2 separate regions of the Mus musculus genome follow, and region 1 is linked to region 2. The links are chromatin contacts, called in public Hi-C maps. All regions are on one chromosome and are shown on one strand. Each heading gives the region's core, a stretch centred on a gene start, on an enhancer-like site or on the middle of the called end of the contact. The rest is flanking DNA. Distances are from core to core; before and after follow the strand shown. Region 1 has its middle 26 kb from the start of Gm36555. Region 2 overlaps Gm2824 (a long non-coding RNA gene).

Region 1 (6,050 bases), core at 1,069-3,568, 370 kb before region 2:
CAGATGAGGCAACCCTGTTGGGGAACAGATACCACAGTCAGGTTACAGCTTTAGGGACAGCCTCGCCTCCAGTTGTTGGGGGAGGGGCTACATGGAGACTGAGCTGCACAAATGTTACATATACCCCAGGGGCCTTTGGCATTGTTTCAGGATTGGTGAGATCTATCACCATCATTTAGATTCAGTCCAGCCTTTGGACAGTAACATTGCAGGTGTATTTGATCTGATATCTATTTTAACTAATTTGCACAATATTGAAAACTGGATTCTTAGGGGACAATCTTAAATATGTATCATGGTGGCGTGGCGTCATCAGTAGTTTTGGGATTCACACTAGGAGTGTTTTGTTTGTTTGTTTGTTTGCTTGACACAGTCCTATATATAGTCCTGGCTGATCTGGAACTCAGCATACAGAGCAGGCTGGTTTCAAACTCACAGAGATCTGCCTGTTTTTGTCACCCAAATGCTGGGACTAAAGGCACGTACCACCATTCCCAGTCAACAGGAGCTTTTCAAGAAGAGCTATGGTTAGTATCATTTGAACTGGCAGGTCCCCCCCGCCCCCTTTTCTGCCAAGCAGTTGATATTTAAAGTATTTAGCTTGGGGATGGCTCTTTTACAATGGTGGGCGTCGTTCTTTCAACCCCTCCACCGCAGCTGACGGAGAAGCAGAAAGGGAAATGCAGCAGGTTTCCGTGAAGGTTTGGGATGGCATTAGTTTTGAAATAAGCCATTCTTCATCATGAGATTATATGCTTTCTGACTTCTTAATGACAACATTTTCAGTGGGATATGAAACCTCAGAGGCCGGGGACTGGCCGGGTTAGTACATTCCTTCTCATTCCCAGTGCCATGCTATTAAGAGCAGTTAGCTGCATGCGTCCAAGCACATCTGACTCAAGGAGATTCCTAGAGGGAATAACACTGAGAAACAACACGGCTTGGAAACAATCCGAGTGCCATTGTATCCGTGAACACACAGCACAACAGAACACACATTTGTGTCCCACCCCCCAGCCCCTTCCCCACTTCCATATTGTTTTTGACATTGCAAACATCACATTTGCTTCTTGTTATTTTTTGTTGTTGCACCAAAGTAATTTTATACTCTCCCTGAGTTTTCTCCTCTGAACTCAGGAGATTCACTTTTAGTGCAACGTATTAATCAACTGGCATTATCTAACTTCCTCCTCCTCCTCCTCCTCCTCCTCCTCCTCCTCCTCCTCCTCCTCCTCCTCCTCCTCCTCCTCCTCCTCCTCCTCCTCCTCCTCCTCTTCTTCTTCTTCTTCTTCTTCTTCTTCTTCTTCTTCTTCTTCTTCTTCTTCTTCTTCTTCTTCTTCTTCTTCTTCTTCTTCTTCCTTTTCCTTCTCTCAGGTCAGTGTGTTAAAATTCCAGGAGGCGAGGGACAGATTACCCCACTCAGATTTGGGATCATTTAGCAGAACACTCACTTGTTTTCTCTCATTAAGCTTTCCGGTCATTGTCCAAGATTTAAAGGACTAAAGCTTTCTCAAGAAAAAGGGGCGGGTAGTTCACATAAAAAATGTATACTCTATTAATCACTAACCAATTTCAGATACTAATTAAGATGAGGAATATTTAGCTTACAAGATCCCCTGTATATAGAAACAACTAAGACCTTAAACCAATTTAATTTATTTGTATTTTTGTTTGACTTCTAAAATGATGTAGATATTTTGATAAAAAGTCTAAAATCCTGAAGCCCAAACACTAGAAAGAAAGGCTCTGCATTAGCAACCTCACCATCTTTTTGCCTTCTAAGCTGTGAGTTTATTCAGATAGAAAATGTTTGAATAGGCACCAAAGACTCCTGGCTGGTAATGGAATGGTGAAGCCTTGAGTAAGAGTAGCTAAGAGTCACATAACCTGAAACTCAGCCACATAATGACAGTGCTACTCAAAGAAGAGAAAGAAAGGAAGGCACCTGTTTTGCCTTGAGGAAAGTGTGTTGACTTGTGACACACTTTTGCTAACAAAAGAAGTGGGGGTGGGAGTGGGGGGGGTGGCGAAAAAGAGATGAGAGAAATTCCTGAGCCTTCCATCTGAAGAGAACGCAATCTCGTTAATGGAAGCGCAAGACTATGCTTCAGGATTTGGCCGACAGACAGAAACAGCCCGGTTTTGAGTTTTGCCAAGAAAAGGATAGCGTGCCTCATTACAAGGGCTTTTTGCTCAGGTTTGGGAAATTGGACTTGACAGGTGAACCCCATTAAAAGAAACGACTCTAAGGCTCCGTCCGTAGCGGCACTGAGCAATCCCTGTCCTGCTCAGCCGCAGCGCAGACATCCAAGAATAGAGCTTGCTCTCAGCCGGAACCACCCACTTCAGCACTGAAGTCTGACTAGTATGCAAATTCCCCAGAGGGTATTTAAAAAAAAAATTTTTTTTTTAAAGCTAAGAATAATAGAGACTGTATTTTGCTTGCTATCTATTCAGCCGCCTTTGCTTCCAGGAGCTGAAGTTGCCTTGGTATTCAGAGCAAATTCTAGCTTTTCAAAATAAATACACACACACACACACACACACACACACACACACACACACACACACACAATATACCAGCAAGAAGATGAACTACTAGAATACATATAAGGAGAGTCGCTTACATTTCTGAGGCTAGTTGGAATTTTGGTATAACAAATTTACCTTTTATTTGTTGCTTACTGTTCTCTCTACATTGTCTTGAAGGTTTTACTTTCTGTTGATTAATCATGTTCCATTTACTCCCTGGTTGTCTGCTCCAGGGCTCCATGCTTACATTGGACTAGGACGATAAACAATTACAAACCCCTTGAATGTACCATTCTTTATACATTCCTTTATTTTTATTTCATGTACATGGTTGTCACGCCTGCACTTACACTTGTACCCATGGTATCCAAAAGAGGAGTCGAATCTCTTGGAACTGGAGTTGTGAGCGGTCACATGGGTGCGGGGAATTGACCCTAGGTTATCTGCAAAAGCAGGAAGTGTTTTTCACCATACAGCCATTTCTCCAACCCCAGATGTGTCATCTGAAATACAATTCAAGTGTGCCATTCCTCTGGCTTGGTGGAGCTTTGTACTTTGTTTGTTCTGGACGTTCCTAGGCACTAAACTGTTTTGTCCACTTTCCTTCTCCTAGCTGAATCCATCTGTAAGGATAATGGGCAGATTAATAGAGGATTATTCAGAATGTAAGGCAATTCAAAATGGTTCCCACACAGGAATGCTTTTCAAAAAAGATTCTAGAAGGTTCTACCACAAGCTGTTTCCAGAAGGAGGAGAAGTGGTTCTTAAATGGCATTCCATTCGGTTACAAATGGAATCTTTGTCTGGCTGGGCTTAGAGGCTTACATTTCTTATCCCAAAATTTAGGAGGCAGGATCTCTAAGTGCCAGGCAAGAGGGACTACAGCGTGAATTCCAGGCTAGGACGACAGTGTGAGACCCTTGGGGGGGTGGGGAGGGCGGGGATCTCTGACATATTAAAATGAAGAAATCCATCTCGTTCCCGAGCGGTAGTCCTGATTCTTCAGTTCTTATGGAAGGCAAGAAGTGGGGTCAAAGCTGGATGAAAAACCCTTATCTGGAGTTCAGAGATGTACAGCATGATATTCACAAGATTCATAATCGACCTGAGCTTAGTGTTACTGGTCTAAGGCTTAAAAAAAAAAAAAAAAACTCATTTCATATCTCTGAGGTTCACATCATCAGGAAAAATGAAAAAAAAAAGTAACATAGTTGCTAGGGATATATTTCATAAGGCCTGGTTCATGGCACACAGTCAGCCCTTCATATTTATGGGCACATTCAACCATCCAGGGACTGAAAATAGGTTTTAAAACAATTCTATCTAAACATGCACAGACTTTTTTCTTGTCTCTAGTACCTATATCTTGCATGGTGACAATTATTTAAATGCCTTAGCTTTGACAAGTAGTCTAGAAGAGATGGGGCACATGCAGGCAGATGCACATTGGTTGTGTGTAAACATTAGGCACGTTATACAAGGGACTCGAGTATCCTCGTATTTTGGCATCCACGGCGATCCTGGAACAAACCGCCTAAGAGTTTGGAAGCTATTCTACGGAAAGCTTTGGTTCCTTTCAAGAGTTGAGACCAGGGCTAGAAGATGGCTTAGTGAGCAAAGGAACTTGCTAGTGAGAATGATGGCCTCAGTTTGAAACCTGGTACTCACATGGTGGACGCAGAGTACCATCTCCTGTAAGTTGTCCTCCATCTTGCTGTGTGAGAGTCCTGGCATGTGCTTTTACACACAAGCACGATAATAAGTGAACACATAAGTAGACAGAATAAAGCATTTAGAAGTGAACCGGGAGCTTCGTCCTGGCCATTTATGTTATGGAGGAATATTTAACGGAAAGATGGTACTTAATGTTTTCTTGAAAATATAGTGAAAAGGACCATGGAATTGAGACTTATGCTACCTAAGAGGACAGGCAACTTTGTGAGAAATTTTTAAAATAGCACAATATAGAGAAAGTATTATTTCAGGGGACATGAAAAGCCAAGATGTTTTTTTCTGAGTATGTTCTAATCACATTACTGAGATATCTGAGATATATAGAGAATAATAAGTTACCTTTGCGTGAAGCGGGTGAGGGAGTGGGTGTTGCAGGAACTCTTTGCTTACTACTTACCTCTGTGGCCAGGAAACAGGTTTGACTTCTCTGAGCCTCGTGCTTGCCTAAGAACTGGAGGTTGAGCCTGCCTGGAGGCCTTGTGGCGAGGGTAGAAGATTGGGCTTCTTACTACAGTGTCTAAACGCCCCTAAAGGCAGGCGTCACCATCACCCACACTTGCTTCCAGAACACGGGGACAATGGAGGCTGGGATAGTTCTCTTCATTTTCTTTAAGCTGATTTTGAGACAGATTATCTTCAAAGGCAAATCTCATTTTTTGCTGCTTACCTGTTTTCTCTATGTGACATTTTCATGTGCTATCTCTCCTCCATTGCTTCCCTCCTTCGCCGCTTCTTCCCCACTAAAAACAAACCAAACCAAACCAAACCAACCAACCAACCAAACAAACAAACAAAATCAAAGCCTGTCTGCTGTCTGCCAGTAACTGGCAGCCATTCTACCACTTCAGTTCCTAAGATCCAATGAGCATGACTTTAGAGTGCAGACCCCTCTCTGCTGGAGTTCAAGATGGAACTCACTTCAAGTCCCCCACATGGATATCTTACCTGGATCTTAAAGTTTAAGATCCTTAAAGGTTAAAGGTCTAAAGGCTGGGCTGGGGAGATGGCCCACAGGCTGAGAGCTCTTCAGAGATCCCAAGTTCAATTCCCAGCAACCACATGGTAACTCACAATCATCTATGATGGGTTCTGATATCTTCTTCTGGTATGAAAACATACATGCAGTACAGAACATTGTATACCTAATAAATAAAGAAGTCTTTATAAAAAAAAAAACAAAGTTGTCTAAAGGCAAACTTCCAATTAGCCCACAGTTTCCCTTTCAGTCTCCCAAGGGTTACCACTGAGAATGTCAGCCTGCAGATAAGCAAATGAAGTCATTCAGTTTACCCTTGATTTGCCTTTTTTCATGCTTCATAGTCCACGTGTCTGGGACTGTCATCTACGTGACAATGAGAACTGTCATCTTCATGACCGTTAGGACTACGTGACCACTAGACTTCTTGCAGATTACCACGAGTACTTCCTCATAACTTCTCAGCTTCCAAACTCCCCACTAGCTAAAATTTTCTACAGAACAGCCATTTCAATCTTTCTAAAGTAGAATGTGAAGTTCACATATATAGTCATGTGTACACACACACACACACACACACACACACACACACACACAAAACTCCAAACCTTCAACTAGTTCTGCATTTCTCAGAGGAAGAGGTAAGATCTTCAGTAGACTAGGCCTATCAGAGGGACTGATGGCTCCCAGATACTCATATGCTTATAGGGATATATTTTAAAACCTTCAAGATGATAAGAAAAAAGCAGTAACGTGACCAGGAGCTCTAATGAGTGAGATCTTGTGCAACCGTCCAGGTCTCAGCCAG
Region 2 (5,363 bases), core at 141-2,640:
GAAGAGCTCTCAGAACAGGATGAATAAATGCCATCGGGATCTGTACTTTATGCTGTGGGCACAGGTGTTTAGTGGTCCATTTTGATAAAAAGCATGGTCAAAAAAACTCAAAGAGGACACTTGGCATTGCATCCCATTTTTTTTCTAACAAAGAGTCTTTGGGTTAAGAAGCATTCTGTGAAATTCTATGAGCTATTAGATAAGTACACTGGAGAATGATTGTTTGTGCAGAGTGTGGGGTCCTTTCCCTTGCGTCATGAATGTTTTGCTTTTTAGATGGAGTTGACTATTTAAAAGAGGAATAAGAGGAAGCGCAGTGTGAAAGCATATATATTAAAACACAGCTTCATCAACTATTGTCTTGTAGCTCTTGCTGATCATGCTCTAACTCAAAACAATCCTTCCCATTATGATAAAAGCTACACAAACGCACACTGACACTCCAGTGAACTCTCACCCTTTGTCGTCAAGGATCCATTATTAACATATGCCGTTATGTGTTAGATTGTTGAAGTAGGGTTCAGGATTAGAACAAGGTTCTGAGTACACATAGACGGTTGAGATGTAGGAGGAACAGAAGGCACTGCTGCCAAGGTGGTGCTCACTTCCCCGTGAATGTAGGTAAACAGCAAGTGGGGCAGCATAGCCACAGAGGAAAGAAACTTCCCCATGAGGACCAAAATGAAGCCTACCTGAGATTGGTGATGTAGACAGTGACAGCCAATCAGGACCTGCTACCTGGAGGACACCCTTGCTTGGAACCAATGGGAAGAGGGTAGAGGGTATAAAGGGCACGCCCTGAGACTTAGTGAACGAGCCTCCTGCTGTTTTCTCATCTGAGACATAGATTCTGCACCTTCTTACCCACTGGCCCCCAAGGGGGATGCTGGGCAGGACTGAGGGCTCAGGCAACATTGAGCAACACTTACTCTTTAAAAAGTAGATATGAACATAAATGACAAATCCTTTTATAAATCAAAGTAATGAATCCTCTGCCCAGTTTGATAACTTGCCTTAAAAGTTGCATCCCTGTAAAAGAACAGAGAATGGAGTGTGACTGGGGAATCTGAGTAAGCATACACGTGGGTGGGAATCAATGAACGTGCGAATCGATCTTGCCTCAAAGCTACCTTTCTATGTTTCGGGTCTACCTTGACAGTCATTTGTGGTGGTTGCTTGTTTATGCTGGAAGTCAGATTTCATGCTCAGCGATTGCCTCACGGTACCAAATTATAAACTGCATTGATTGGAACTAGATAAATGCTACTCAGAAATTTTCCCCGGTCATAAATTAGGTGTCAGTGTAAACCTTGGCGTTTGTTAATGCGTCCTGAGTGCATAACACTGACAGCAGCAGCAGCCTGGAGGCTTTGCTCCCTGGATCTTTCTGTGTACCTGTCGGCCATATTTTCTGCTATCAGATACGGTTGCCAAGGCAACCGCCTCCTCTGTACAGGCTCAGGGAAGCTGCTTCTTTTTGGAAATGGACTCTGGACTGGTTGCCAGATTTTTTGCTTCTTAAATTCAGGACTCTGGTGTCACGTACTTAACCATTTCATTGGTCTGAGGAAAAGAGAAACTGCAAAAATTTCATGATTTTTTTTTTTTTTTAAATTCTCAAGGGAAGCAGGGGCAATTATGGTAAAAATAACACACAGTCTTTTGTCATGACATACACCGGGCTGGTAATGAAGGAAATGAAAGAAGATTATTTTATTTCTTTAGTAATTAAAGGGGAGGGAGGCATTACTGATGTTTCCAAAAACAATTCAGAAGGGTCATGGTTTAAGTCTAATTCCCTTATTCTAACCGTCCACACAGGGAAAATCAATTTCCATGAATTAAAAAAACAAAACAAAACAAAACAAAACAATGGAATTGTAATAATTCTAATTTCTCTTAAAAAACAAAATTTTCCATTACAAAAGGAAAGAAGTCCCTTAGCTCGGTCTCATTAAAACCATCCATACAATCTGTATTCCTTAGTTGTTTGTTTTCCTGTCTTTATTTTTCTTAACTTCTACTCATATTAGACTTTAAAAATGAGAAGAAATTGTTCACCTTCTAGTCCATATTTTGGTGTTTGCTGCATATTCATTCATGAAACCATGCTTTCCAAGTTTGAGTTTTAGTGATTATAAATTCTTCGTATTTAAAAGAGGTCAGGTTATGAAATCAGCTTCTTGTTTCAACTTTTGTCCTTTAAGCCACTTAGAAGAAATATGGACATGTGGTACAGTGGACCATACCAGGAAACTTGGTAAGGTTGAGTCGGCCCGAGACCCTAGCACCCAGGCACCCACTTGAGACAGTAGATGTCTCTCTGCTCCCTACTCGATTTCTGTCCCAGAACTTGTGACCATGGTTCCCATGTAGGTCTCCATGCTAATGAGGTACCTAGAGGCCCTGAAGGATTAGCCAATAGACTTCCCTTCCCAGGCATTCCTTCTTGTAAAAGGTATTTAGTCTCTGCTGCACATTGAAGGGTTGGTATGTACCGATTTTTAACAATGAACAATCAATAAACAGTTTGAAACCAAGAACGGTCAGTTCCATTAAGAACCACCATGGGGAGCGTGGAGAAGACCTGTGCCTACAGAGCTGCAGCTTAAGTCTCTTGCAGAAGGCCCTCCTATGTTTCCAGACAAGGGCTGCTAAGCTAAGGACTTTCGAAAATGAGCTAAGTTGGAGTTCCCCCATTTCCCTGGCCCTGGGTTAATAATCATTACACGGTGACTCTGCGGGGGGCCCCCAACTCTGTTCTCAACTCCCCACGACTCAGTGGCTCCTGGATGTGTAGGTTTGGGAGCTCCTTTCCCCCAGGGTCCTCATCACAAGCCCAGGGACCCCTGAACCTCCGTTCCCAACTCCTCTCTGTTTTCCAGCAGCAACTGGATGCCTGGGAATCAGGGAACCCCATTTTTGGCCTCCCGAATCTTAGGCTGTGTTTTCCCACCCCATGAGCTGCACACTTAACAATAGCAGCACAGGCTAGGCAGAATGTGAGCCCACATGTAGCTTTAACTATGTTAGAATTCTTTAACGATGCTGAAGACATCAGTCGTGTTTTGTTGGGGATGCTGGCTATGGGAACTTGTACCTTCAAGAGACTTACTAGGAGAGATATTCTCAGAACCCCTACTGATTTGTTCTTTAGCATCAGAGGGATACAGATGCGAGGATATTGTTTTTCTATAGCTTTATATTCAATGAGTAAACACAGGGGTAATAATAGAAGCCACATCTTCCTACACGTTTATCAAACCATCTGCACATGTTTGAGACCTTTAAATTTGTTACCTTTCCTGTTATTAGGACAACATATATATTTTCCACATATTGGGACAAATTAAGCTAGAAACAAGTTATTTATATCACTATCTAAGGGGATATTTCCTAATTATAGGATATGTATGGTGGTTAGGGTCAAACTCATGGTAGCTGGAGCTTGTAGGACTGAATGTTATATGTTGGTTTGTTGTGAAGCAGAGAGCTTGTGGCTATACCCTCTATACCCCACCTCTTTGGTCTTAGGTCTGCTAGCTAGAATATACAAAAACATATCAACTTTCATAGACAGTGTTGCCAGAGGGGGGGGGGTCAATGTTCATACACTCCTAAGCCTGTAGGAGTATATTTCGTATTTAAACTACAGCAGCAGGTCCAGGTCTGTCCAAGATGTTTTAAAGACTTACAGCTGATCCTGTCTTCTCCCCACAGATGTTGGAGTTGCATACGGTTTTCCTACCTACTTCTTAGGTCTCCCCATCACTCTTCTAAATATCACAGGTGTCCTCTTCCTGCCCCTAGCAACTCTCTTGTATAACCTATTCCATTTTGACTTCTGTATCTTAGGGGCTTAAAGTGATGCAGCAAGTGTTTACTTTCTCAGGTTAACTACTCTCTACACAGCAGTGCTGCTTTGCAGATAGATCTTGGCCATGTTCCAGTTTCTCGGTGAACCTATTTAGCAAGGGAGCCATGGAGAACTGACTTGTTTTTTTAATTTTTTTCTTTTTTACGAGAGTCTGGATATTGTACAGCTTCACTTACTTTCAATTCCTGTATTCAGATCACTCTGTTTCCTTAATCTATTTCAGGATGACAGCCACATTTTGAGAAGCCTTCTCACTCTGCTGATTCACACTGAGCCTGTAGGAAGCCAAACAAAGAGTGCGAATTCAAATACAATTCAAGAACACTTCAGCATTATTTCTCAAGACATTTCCAATGTAAAACCATTGAGACTTTCCTTGTGGACTACTTGTACTACAGTTCCTCCTCTTTTGTTCTATACAAGCAATTAAAAACATAGACATAACTATTCACATACATCTGAGGTTTATTTTCCTTGAAAGATTCATTTAATCACCCATAGCAGCCATTCGTTGTACTTCTTAACACACTGAAATTTCATAAGAATGACACAATATTTATATCAGCTCTATTGATAAAAATGAATAGTTATAGCTGAGGGACATTTACAAAGAATCAATGTTTAGGTTAATCAACCATTACGTTTAAATAGTTCATTAAATCAGTTATAGATCCTCAAAGTTATGTTGGCTGTCATAGTATGTTTCTCCATCCTCTGTATAGCAGTTTTCAAATGTATTGTAAAATAGAAAGAATACGCATTTCCCTCTTCTACAGAGTGACAGTCACAGGATATAAAATGTGTTTGCCTCTTGTGGATGTAATGAAGGTAACAGAGATGGAGTGCTTTGTGAATATGTCAAACTATTGCATATTATCTTGATGCTGTTGGCCAGTGTAAATATTTCAGTCCACTGTTGATAAGACATTGAATTATTTTTTTTTCCTATTACACTATTCTTTGTTACATTGTCTCCTATTGTCCTGTTTGGGTTTTTATAAGATCTCTTATTCTTGAAAGATTTTGGAATGCAATTCTTAACCACTTGGACAAGAGATCATCCAATGTTATCCATTTCCTCACAGGATATGAAAACCCATTCAGGGATCCTTCATGAGTCTAATCAGGAAAAAGCGCCAGGAAAAGTTTACTATATCAGTTACAATCTTTTCCAGGAACAATTACATTCTGCTTGGCAAGCTCATTGACAATTGTCAATCATTGACGGCAGACATTGTTGGTTGATTTCTCTATTGTGTCAGTCCTATTTCAATGAGATGATCCTCCGAGGACTCAATCTGAGTACTCCTACCTTTTGCACCTCTCTGCAGTATTCATTCCTATGCATTTGCATGTTTTTTTATTTGAATGAAGGTATAGATATGTGTTCAGGTGTGCATGCATGTATATAGGCTAGAGGTTTTATCAAGCATTCTGTAATTGATCTGCATGTTATTGCTTGAGCCAGGGCTTCTAACTGAACATG

The links. A called contact is a pair of places that touch in the nucleus more often than the background predicts.
Region 1: a contact with region 2 is called in a Hi-C map of cortical neurons, with 1.8 times the contacts expected there. The contact joins two enhancer-like sites. A contact is called at or near these places in 2 of 484 Hi-C or Micro-C datasets (cortical neurons and forebrain), 2 of 115 datasets of contacts at active chromatin or transcription factors (embryonic basal ganglia and embryonic stem cells) and 1 of 9 other capture datasets (embryonic stem cells).

What each region holds. Positions count from the first base shown.
Region 1 is chr15:25,355,054-25,361,103 of GRCm38.p6, reverse strand. No RefSeq gene overlaps it. Among named protein-coding and RNA genes, the nearest start is that of Gm36555, 26 kb to the right of the region's middle. Within about 2 kb of position 2,318, at least 53 of the 459 cell types and tissues checked have an H3K27ac peak or open chromatin away from gene starts, as enhancers often do. A contact at or near this core is called in cortical neurons and forebrain, where this site is marked.
Region 2 is chr15:24,988,933-24,994,295 of GRCm38.p6, reverse strand. All of the region lies in intron 3 of Gm2824 (a long non-coding RNA gene), which reads left to right. Among named protein-coding and RNA genes, the nearest start is that of Gm2824, 31 kb to the left of the region's middle. Within about 2 kb of position 1,390, at least 31 of the 459 cell types and tissues checked have an H3K27ac peak or open chromatin away from gene starts, as enhancers often do. A contact at or near this core is called in cortical neurons and forebrain, where this site is marked.